Linked DNA regions of Rattus norvegicus: region 1 is linked to region 2. The links are chromatin contacts, called in public Hi-C maps. All regions are on one chromosome and are shown on one strand. Each heading gives the region's core, a stretch centred on a gene start, on an enhancer-like site or on the middle of the called end of the contact. The rest is flanking DNA. Distances are from core to core; before and after follow the strand shown.

What was found. A called contact is a pair of places that touch in the nucleus more often than the background predicts.
Region 1: a contact with region 2 is called in a Hi-C map of psoas muscle, with 4 times the contacts expected there. The contact joins two enhancer-like sites. A contact is called at or near these places in 4 of 12 Hi-C or Micro-C datasets (hepatocytes, kidney, liver and 1 more).

The regions. Positions count from the first base shown.
Region 1 is chr19:42,526,691-42,532,308 of GRCr8, reverse strand. No RefSeq gene overlaps it. Among named protein-coding and RNA genes, the nearest start is that of Il15, 15 kb to the left of the region's middle. Within about 2 kb of position 2,783, at least 11 of the 93 cell types and tissues checked have an H3K27ac peak or open chromatin away from gene starts, as enhancers often do.
Region 2 is chr19:42,290,149-42,296,604 of GRCr8, reverse strand. No RefSeq gene overlaps it. Among named protein-coding and RNA genes, the nearest start is that of Rpl22l3, 32 kb to the left of the region's middle. Within about 2 kb of position 5,159, at least 11 of the 93 cell types and tissues checked have an H3K27ac peak or open chromatin away from gene starts, as enhancers often do.

The sequences.
Region 1 (5,618 bases), core at 1,534-4,033, 240 kb before region 2:
AGGTTTGGAGATAAGAGCTCTAAATAAGAACACTGCTGCTCTCCCAGAGGGCCAAGGTTCAAGTCCCAGTATCCACATGGTAGATCACAACTATCTGTAATTCCACTTCTAGGGAATCTAATGCCCTCTTCTGGCCTCTGTTGAAACTGCACACACATGGATTCAGGCAAATACTATGATACATGAAATAAATAAAATCTCAAAAAGATTTAAAAATTATTACTTACATGCTATTATGAGAGCCCCATAAATCTATACAGTGCCAAAGTTCAGAAATGTAAAACACTAGAAGTATTTAAATTAAAATTTTCTTAATCAGTGGATATTCATATCATTTGCATAGATTATATCTGTTAACTCTGTCCGAATAGCTATTGAACTGAATGAAATTACTTCAGAATAATTTGAAATGTGCTGGTGCTTTGAGTATTGTTTTTATTGAGAACAATTCTGGTATTTTAACCTTAGGTGCTCTTCCAGCTATGAATTAGAAAAATAATATTCTTTATATAAAAGAAATAAGCACTTTTCAGTAAGATTCTTAACTTCAGAAGGATTCGTTATGAAACACCTTTATGATCCAACTGAGATTATCTTTTAACTAAATCTTTTTTGGCTCGTGTAACTGTAATACAATATTTTTCTGCCAAAATATTTTTCTGCCAAGATCATTAGATAAATTTCACCTGCTTTCAAAATTGTGAGTCATTTGACACACACATGAGTGTAAGCAACATATATATATATTAAGTATCTATGTAGTACAATCTAACATTGCCCAGACCACAGAAACTTCATGGTACCCTGCTGTTATTGTCCTATGTCCATTTCTTTCCTCCTCAGACCCTCCTTCTAGGGTCTCCTACAGCATGTACTTCCTAACAAGCATCTTTAAGATCCTTTCAGAGACTCATAAGAACTCACTTCTCCTCTCCTGTCATCTGCCTGTTGTCTATGGGCACCCGCCTGGCTAATGGGTATGTCTGATCTGTCTGTCCCTAACAGGGCTTTGCTCTGTCCCTCTTTCACAGTTCACAAGCCATGATATAGGAAATGGATAAAGTATACTTGCTATAGAAAATTTTAACAAGGTTTTATGAGTGAAGAAATGACTTTATTGACCCTAGCTGATGTAGAATACCATGCTCACTCTAAACCAGATATTATCAAACTATATCCACACATTGCTTACCACATTTATGGGATATTTATTTTGTTTAAGGTTGCTTTAAATCTATTGGCTGCTTTCAGCAAATGATTGCCACAGTAAAGGCATGTATGTTCGTGCACATGCACACACACACACACACACACACACACACACACACACACAATTCTGTCAAGGGCGTGAACTTAAGATCAAAGCTGTGCTATGAATTTAGCTTAGGTTATAAAGCTGATTACATGGGAGATCCAAAGCACAGTAAAGTAGCTCTCACTGTTCTCTTAAAGGCAGGTTAAATTTAAACAGGCTGAGTATACAGCATGTTGAGAACTGGATACACAGTCTCAAATGACCTCAAGGAATATTAACCTGGCTGCAAGGTCCAGCAAAATTCCAGACTCTTTGTGGTCAGGAGGTATTTTCAGGAAAGTTCACCACCACAAAATCCCACCACTAACTGAGGAGCTGTTAGGATTTGATGGCTGCGGGTAGAGTAAAGGTCAGTTTGGGGTTTGTTTTCAGAGCAGACCTCAATCTCAAGTCTAACTGGGCAGTATAAACTGGATTTGACGGGGAGTGGGGTAATTTCAAAGTTGGTGAGAAGGGATGGGAAGGTCAATGGCCGTGGTAATGGGAGGGGTTGAGGGGATGGAGATGTTCAGAATATACTGTGTGAAATTCTCATACAGTTAATAAAAATTATAATGATAAATGGTTTATAGGGCTTGAGGAATGATATTGATGTTTAATGAGAGAGAGGGAGAGGGAGCTTCACAGAGCTGTAATTACCAAAAATTGAGTCAGTGGGCTGCTGAATGGTTCATATGCAGACTTGGGCTCCTTTCTTGATTTAAGAGAATTTCTATCAGCTTCTTCAGATTTTATTAATTTACAACATTACTAATTCTGTCTTATACATCTGAAATGCTTTTTGACATTCCATATGGATTTTTTTTTTTAGGATTGTGTGACTAGGTTTATGTGACTATTTTAACAAGGTCATGGGTGTCCACTATTTCTAGTGGTCGGAGCAACATTCATTGTTTTCACTCCCATTTTGTTTGCTACAATCACCTGCCAAGTCTTCATCCCAGAAGGATACGATTTCACTTGGATGGGCAGGCATACAAAGCCAGGACTATTGCAATGGGATTTGGCTAACATAAAGGATTAGAAGAGAAAGTTTCTCTTGATAGACTACATTCTATGATTGTATCTAACACCCTTATCAAGTTGGCCAATTTCTCCCTTGTAGGTCTACTCAGTCCCAACCTGATTTGATTTCAATGAAAGAAAATTGTATTTTATGTGCGTGGGAAAGCATGATAATCGCTCACCGCTCCTGTGTTGTTGGCTTTTGCTTCTTGTTGGACTCTGACGAAGTTTGGCGGAGCGAGGAAGGAAGCATAGAGCCTGATGCTCTGACTCATCTTGGGAGGTTTCAGTTTTCCTGCGGTGCGCAGGCTATTTCTTCCCGCATCCTACTTCGCTAGGGTTGCCTTTCAGTTCCCATGCTAACGGGTGTCTGTTCATTCCGTGCAGTTTCAGAGAGTGTTTTCCTAGCCACACCAGAGCACTGGAGCCCTGTCTTACGGTCACTCTGTTTACCATTCACTGAGGTCAAGAACCCTAGGAACAACATTGATTGAGCAACATTGTGTGGTCCATTGCTACCGCTCAGCCACAGAGGCAAGCAAACCTGACACTAATCTTTAGTCAGAGCTGAAGTTCACATGGCTGTGATGGGTTTAGGTTTTGCGGTTAATATTTAAACCACGTACAGGGCTCGATTCCAGGTGCTCCAGCCACTGATAAGGATGAGGCCAACTCGCAGGGCTTTCTTTCACTCTTTGATATGTGTGTGTAACAGTTCAGTCTTGGGCTCCCCGGCTCCTCTCTTCCTCCCGTGAGGTGCTTTTGGCAAGGAAGAGATTAACAACACAGTTTCAGAGAGCGACTTCACTCAGACAGATGAAAGTCAAAGTAATCGACATTGGGAAGAAAGCATGAGAAACTGCAATAATTGGGAAAATATGGGAGACTCAAGAAAAGGTTTTGTTGTTTAGTCTTTATTTGTTAGCAAATTCAAAATGTTATGTTTAATTTCATTTTATCAAGTGCAATCTGCTTATATCAGTAACTGGTTTGATAAAGTGATTTTGTAGAGCTTTAAATCCAGGTGTGGTGACACACCTATATTACCAGAACAATTACAAGAGGATTGCCACAAGTTCCGGGAAAATCTGGGCTGCATAAGGAGACTGTCTTAAACATAAAAATGAATTTAAAAATGGTTTACAGAAAGATAATATGTTACCGGTATGGTTCTTAAGTTCCTAGGACCATACCCTACTGGAAACACTTAGATTATTTAAAAGAAAAATCTGTTTAGGGATCATAGTTATGTACATATATAGTTATGAATGCAAATAAACAAAAGTCTGTTTCTTTTTTAAAATGTTATACTGTGGTAAACAAGATGGAAAATTCCAGAAATTACAATGAGCTATTTGAGTAGTTTCCAGAATGTTTAAGTCTTATTGTCCTAATTTAGCATAGGTATGCTTGATATTACAACCTTTTTGATCTTGATTATATATATATATATATATATATATATATATATATATATAGAGAGAGAGAGAGAGAGAGAGAGAGAGAGAGAACTCATCATCATAAAACATTTTTCTGACTCAACTCATGCCAAAATATATCATTTTAATAGAAAATGTTTATTGAGCCCTTGGAATATGCTAGGCATTTGCTTAGACTATCCGTATATATTTTCATCCTGTGTCTCAGCAATAAAGTATGGGTAACACTTGCTGAACTTGGACTTGATATGAGATCCAGGGAATTTACATGTCTTACTGATCCCTGAGACTTAATAGTAGATATACATTTGTACCAGACTTCAAAACACTTGCTTTTCTCTATGTTGTTTTTTTAAATATTTCATGAATATTTTTTAATGTTTGAGAGTGTCATACAATTTACACACAATGTGGTTTTGATCAAATCCTTCCTTTAATCCCTCCTATCTAATTCTTTCAATACTCCGTATCACTTCTTCCTCCAAACCAAAGGCAAACATTTTTCTGTCTATGGAGTTGAATTTGTTCCACCAGTACACGTGTGTAGAGCCATCCACTGGTACTTTGGCAACCTACCAGGGTGCCTCACTTGTGAGAATTACCCTGCTTCTCTAGTAACCAGCAATTGGCCTTAGCTTTTCAGTCATAGGTGGGACTGCCTGAGCCCTACCCACTACTCATGCTGAAACGTTGCATGGTTGGCTCTTTCATTATGAAGAACACAGCACTTAAGAGTGTAATGACTTTAAACATACTTGCTACATGGGATAATTCCTTGTGCAAGAATCCTCACTCAGAGTAGGTGGCCTATCAGTGAACGACAGCCCTGTCGCTCTCACACTGTAAGCCAATGTGCCTGGTCTATTGCTACAAGCTCACAGAGGTGGGGTGGGAGGAAGCGTGCTCATATCTGGTATCTGTCAGACTGAAATACTAGCTCAGGGCTTTTTCTGTTCCTGATAATGTTAAAACCCATTAGAGGACATCATTACCTTTGGAAAGCTGGTTGAGCTTCCAAGGTTGAGATGATAAGAAGCAACTTCAGATAATCAGTGGAACAGGCTAGGACAGGAGGCAGGGTTCTATCTGATACAGAGGTCTGTGAAGTAGTACAGTACCCAGTTAGTACACCCACGTCACCGATAACTCTTTGTGATCTGGCAGCAATGAAACTTTAAGATTTCTGTTTCAAGTGGTTTGTATTATTTTCTTCAAATGGACACTGACTTTTGAAGCTAATTATGAAAGTGAACACAAGTTCTTTCAAAAGGAGCTGTTGGGGCTGGAGAGATGATCAGCAGTTAAGAAGAGTGGCTGCAAGAGCGGTTTGATTGCTAACACCCAAACACTGTCTCACACTCACCTGTACTCCAGTTCCAGAGGATCTGAGCCCTCTTCTGACCTCCATGGTAATAAGGCACGCATATAGCAAATAGACATACATGAAGGCATACATACAAGTGTGTGTGTGTGTGTGTGTATGTGTGTGTTAATGAGCTGTACACACCTTGGATTTTTCTTGAGGTGCCAAGACCAACTACTGAGACACTAAGTATGAGGAAAATAGCAATGGCAGAACAAGAAGGAGAACCTTTGATCAATCGGCATGGCAGTGCATGCTGAAGTGGCAGCAGGTAGGAGAGTACCACCATTCTGGACTATATAGGATGTTCAAGGCTACCTGCTGAGCACATAGTGAATTTGACACTGCCTCAACCCCATACATACTCAGCTTGAGAACTGCTGACTTTTTCAATGCTTACTTTTAATGATGGTTCTTAAATGCTTTCACCTCCCTTCTAACCTACCACTCACCAGAGGTAGTGGAAAGAAATGGTTCTTTGGAGCAAATTCCATTT
Region 2 (6,456 bases), core at 3,910-6,409:
CTGCCTCATCTAAGGTCTCATTATCATCTGGCATTTCCAGTGTGGCCCTAACCTGGCTGGACATAGAACCTCCTGGGAGCATCTATTACAGTATTTCAGCCTAAGTTTCCCCACCAGAAACACTGGTTCTCGAGGTCTGGTCATGGGCCAAGGAATCGATACTGTTAATAGGCTCCCAGAGTGATTTCTGAAGCAGTCAGTCCAAACATTCAGCTCCCAGAAATCAATAAACACCATCAGGGAGAACATTTGTATGGAAAAAAATATAAAGGAAGTTCTTGCCATTTCTGCCAAACTCACATTTTTTTTTTCTGAGATGCTTGTCTTGTTTTGAAGCAAGGCAGCTAAGCGCAACCAAAACTTTTCACAATGTTTCAAAGCCCAAACCCAGGGTGATGATTAATTTTGTGTCAACCTCAATGAACTAAGGGATAGTGGATGAAACATGGTTTCCAGGTGTGTCGATGACAGTGTTTCCAGAAGGAATTAGCAGTGAATCGGCTGGCTGCAATAAAGGCTTGCCCTTCCCCCAGTGTGGTAAGCATCAATCTGTTAAAAGGCCAAAAGAGAGGAGTGTAAGACAAAGTCACTCTGAATGGGAGTGTCCACCCTCAAATGCTCTCACCCAGCAGTGCATTTGGCCCTCGGGTGTTGGGACTTGGACTCAACCAAGCAGTTCAGCTGCTTCTCCAGTTTGTAGAAAGGAGTGAGGTTCTTCTATGAATCGATCCCCACCTTAAGTATACATACCATTGTGCTTGAAGATTCTGTCCAGAAAGCCCTAAGATACCCAACATAAATCTGAGAAGACGTCACTTCATGGCAGAATTATGAAATCATCATGTGGTTTTCAGCTTTAAATATTTCTGTATCAGATAACTTTCCCACAAGTGACTGCAAGAAATATTTCATAATTTTGTCTGTACATGTAATCAACACTGTTCCTTCCTGTGACTATGCATCTGTCAGAAGCAAGTGAGAGCAGGGGAGGCTCATCTTAGCTCAACACTTTAGAAGGTACCATCCATCCCAGAAGAGAACTCATGGCGGCCGCAGCAACTGAGCCCACAGCATCAGGACCTTGTAGCACAGCCCATTTACATCTTAGTGAACTTGGAGAGAGATCGAGGAAAACAGGAGTGTGTCCACCCTAGAGGCATATATCTGCCAGTGAAACCCCATGTCAGAGTTTCTATAACCTCTCAAAACAGCTAGGTCCCTGGGCTTTCAAACACATGAGTATGGCAGGGCCCTTCACATCCGAATCACAACATGACGTATAAGAGGCACCATTTATAAAAAGAGACAAGCAAGTAAACATGTTTAAATTTTCATATGATGCCTTAAGGAAGATAAACGTTCATAAAGTCATGAAGATTCTGGAATTAACACACAGGTGTACACACACACAAACACAGAGAGAGAGAGAGAGACAGAGAGACAGACAGAGACAGAGAGAGAGAGACAGAGACAGACAGAAACAGAGACAGACAGAGAGAGCTCTAGTATATGTAGTCTCTTGACTATGATCAAATGCCACACCCTTTCTGTCTGTCACTATTTGATTGACACTGGAATTCCTTGGGACCCTAAACGTTCCAGGTGCTTTAGCTGCACTCCCACAGATTCTAAAGCACTTGGGTTGTTTCAAGCTCCCAAGGTGCCATGGCTATGTAGCCCAGGCTGCCTTCTGTGGACACCTCCTCCATCTGATAGTACTTTGAGCAAATCTTTCATAACCCTCCAGTGAGGAACCTTCTGCCCCATAGGTTGTGAATGTGGTTTCTGTTCAGCAATCAAACTCTCCCTGCTCTCAAAGAGACCTGACCTCCATTTTCTCTTTGGGTCACAGCAGTTTATGTACCCAACCTCACATGACTGAAGTAGGGGGTGAGGTAGCAGGGAGCCCACTCTTTCTGCTCGCCATGTTCCACTCAAGAGGTCCTCATGTTACTCCGATTTGTGGAGGCTAGACTTAGAAGAAACAGCAAACTAATATGGCTCTTAGTTGGGGGTGTGTCTTTGAATTTCTTGGGCCAAGTATGTGGTCAAAGCCACAGTCCCAGAGGAGGTAGCAGATGCTGAACTCTTGTAAGCAAGGTTCTTTCAGGGTGTCTTCATGTTGACAGTTCTCCCATCTTCTGTCTTCCGTGGATAATTCACATCCTGCCGTTCACAATAGCCTCCATTTAAGTTTTTAGACTTGAGAGATGCTATTAATGCATGGAAACCCATGTGACATTTTACATGTGTATGTGCTGCGCATGTGTTAAATGTTACACCCTGTCTCCATGTCTCCTTTTTGTAAATCCCCATCCCCTAGACCACATCTGGCTGATGGAACCTCTGGCTGAACCTTTGCTAAATTTTCCAAGTTCTGCTCCTGTGCACTTGACCTTGGGTGGTTCTGTCCAATTTTGGTTTCCAGTCAGTCAGCCCGACTTCAGCTCTGTGAGGTTTGTTAGTTAAAACAAACCTTACTGCAGAAAGCACACAGCAGAGACCTCAGGTGAACTTTTAGGAAGCTTCTTCCCTCAGTGGGCCACTTAAGGCAGAGTGAGGTCCAACAGAGAGGGGCTGAGGAAAGGGAGAACCAGAGGTGAAGATTGGAGTCTAGAAGGATCTAGAAAGCTCATTTTATTCCAGTTGCCTGGTAAATATGGGAAAAGTCAGCAAAGAGTAAATGATGTAACCCAGGCTCCACAGGATGAGTGAACGGGCATCATGACACACACCTGTAGTCCCAGCAGTCAGGAGACTGAGGCGAGGGCTTAGGTTTAATGCCAGGCTCAAGGCCAGCCTGGCCTGCACAACAAAACAGAGGATAGAGTCTGGCCCACACTTGTCTGGAGGGCTTATCTTCCACATCTCCTACACTGAGCATCTCCTACCGTAGCTTTCCACTCAAGCCTAAGATGGAGATGGTAAGTACATCCAACTGACCAGGTCTTCATCAGGATGCCAAGAATCTCAGAAAGGACAACAACAAAGTCTATAATGATCTAAGAATAGCCACGTAAGGGAACTGTGCAGAGAACTGGCTGCTCGAAGCTTTGGCTGTCAAGTCCTCAAAGTCTTCCTTCTGTCCAGCCCTGGCAGGGACTCCAGGGATTGTGGTCTTAAGGACTCCAGTGACTGTTGTCTCAAGGACCTACCTTCTCCTGTTTTCAGAGCACAGTTTGACCTATTGTACCAACTAAAATTTTAAGTGCTCATTAAATTTGACCTCCCAATTTTACCCCCCAGCATTCTTCCTACAGAAACCCTTAAGTCTGTACAAAGTTGTAAGTACCATAGCATTGACCCCAAGTTTCCATAGTAGTAGAAATTGAAAATCTAATCATCTTCCATTAGTATAATAGTTAACTCACTGAGGCTGATATTACAGCTTGAATACAATATATAAGCTATACCAGCTTGAACTCTTGGAAACAGAAACCAGTCTTCTGACTCAGTGAAAAGGAAATTAGAAACTTGTTTTAAAATAATATGTATTCTAAGATCTCCCTCCTAGAGAAGATTAGCGTTTCTTTTACGAGAAACCACGCTTAGCAATGACTGCAACAGCATCATCACATTTGACAGGGATAGCCTTGGAACGTGGGGGGCAATGAGGGGGAGAAGCAAATAAAAGGAAATTACCAGATTGAAAGCACTCTGACTTGTTTTTTAATAAAAGTACATCAGGCTATTTTATGAGTGACTTGGGGGGTGGTATTCATGTGATTTACTTGGGGGGGTGATATTTATGTGGTTTTGTTTTGCTTTGATTTTGAGACAGACTCTCATTAGTCCCAGGCTGTCCCTAGACACACTATACAGCCAAGAACGACCTTGAACTTCTCACTCTCCTGATTCTACTACCTGAGTGAGTACTGGGGTTGGAGTTGAATTCTTCCACATATTGGTTTATGTGAAGCTATGGGTCAGACCCAGGATTTTGTGTATATTAGGCAAGTGCTCTGACAACCGGGCTACATCTCCTCTTCCCCTACACACACACACACACACACACACACACACACACACATACGCACACATACACACACACATACACACACACATACACACACACATACACACACATACACACACATACATACACACACATACACACACATACACACACATATACACACACACAAACATACACACACATACACACACACATACACACACACATACACACACATACACACACATACACACACATACACACACATATACACACACATACACACACATACACACACATACACACACACATACACACATACACACACATACACACACACATACACACACACATACACACACATACACACACATACACACACATACACACACATACACACATACACACACATACACACACATACACACACACATACACACACACATACACACACATACACACACATACACACGCACACATACGCACACATACACACACATACACACACACATACACACACATATACACACACATACACACACACATACACACACACATACACACACACACATACACACACAGTAGTAGCAGCAGCAACTGTGTGTGAGTTTAAAAATGAGAGAGAAAAGAAGGAAGGAAAGAAGGAAGGAAGGAAGGAAGGAAGAGAAAGAAACAAACAAACAAAGAGGAAAGGAGGGAGGGGAAGGGAGGGAGGGAAAGGAAAGGAAAGGAGAGAAAGGGAAGGAGAGAGAGGGAGAGGGAGGGAAGAAAAGAACCTATACCCTCGCCTAAATGTTCCTGTTCTTAACTCTTCTTGCGAACTAGTTGCTACTCCATTTTCCTTGGTCCCTAAGTCTGCCATTGTTCAAACCTTACCAGCCTTGTGCTTCCACAGAGCCTTGCAGGAGCCCCTACAGGCTGCCCATCAGATCTCTGGGCAGGGTGGTGTTTTGTCTTGCACCCACCCCGATGCCATGTCCCTGATGGCGTCAATATAAATGATTTCATTGGTCTCCTGAGCAGCCAGGACCCTGAAAAGCTTGGAAAATTACAGGAAACTGAACGTTTAACAGGATTTGTCAGGCGTGTATGGTGCTGCAGCCATAACCACTGTTCCCACAGAGCATAGCTGTGAAGGGCTGACTCAGGCAGCCATCCCGCTCCCTAAATGGCTCCAGGTCTCGTTCCTCTGCCTCAGTACAAACAAATAGCGCCCTCTGCTGGCAGGCAGCAGAACTCGATGGAGCAACAGCTTTGGATCTCACACAACAGACACTGCAAAGTAGTGTCCACCGGTAAGGGACTCGTGTGTAGGGAAAGCTGCCGCTCTCATTCTGTCACAGATCCAGTCCCGATTTTACAAGGATTGGGAAAAGATGATGAAAACACGATCAACGGGGTAGGTCCCATCTATCAAACTGACAGCGAAAAATAATTAAAGAGCTTACATTTCTACCGCTCTGACACAGAGGGAACGACGCCGTGGTGTGGAAGATGGGTGCAAACTTCCTGAGAAGCATTCGGGAAGCAGCCTTTGTTATTAGTGTTGTTATTTATTAGTATCTCAGTAAAGCTCCTTACCATATGTCATCCAGTAATGATACACTTGGGGACATTTCCAGAGAAACAGTCCCCAGGAAAACAAAGTGGTTGCTATAAGGATGCTTAGAGCTGTGGCATATTTTATTTTTATACAGTGGGAAACTGGGAAGAACTCAAGTGGTACAGAGTGAAGAGAGGATCACCGAATGGTCAGTGTCATGCTATGTAGGGTGGTACTTGGCCACAGAGCCAGTAAGAATGATAAGTTCAGGGCTCACGTCATACACAGACCGTGAATGGAGATTACCGAATGCTGTTCCCATGCCGACCATAACACAAGTGTGTTGGATTTTAAGCTGTAACAGGAAGTGAGGTGAGAAAAATGACTGTCGGCTCTTGCTGTCTACCTTCTCCTACACTGTCTCATCTGAAGTTTCCTTTCTCTGTTTGGGACCTTTCACCATTAACAGGTCCCTCACTAGAAAGGAAAGGCGTCAGATATATAGCTTCCCACTTCTGACTCATGTAGACACATACTTGAAGAACTCCTAGGTCCGTTTGTCATTTAAAAATCTCTAATTGAAGACTGAAAATCAAGTTTACCCAGAATGTTCAGTAATATAAAAATCAATCCAAAATTGACCAACTTTCTCACATCCCCAGTAGCAGCTTGCCCAAGATCACACATGGGGTGTCTCATCAGAAACACCAAGCTTCTGTCATCAATTGTTACTGACAGGGATCACAGAAGGACTTCATTCAGACCTTGGTCGCCTGGGCCTCCTTTACCAGAGATTTCAGGTAAGTCTAGGCAAACACGGCCTGGGTTCCATCATCTTAGCAACCATTGGGCCTTCCGGGCAGCCGGACCTGAAGCGAGGTACATACCAGTAGAGGAGATAGTACGGTTTCTGAAGAATCTAGCTCGAGATTCAGCAAATCAATCTCCTTGGAGCTGG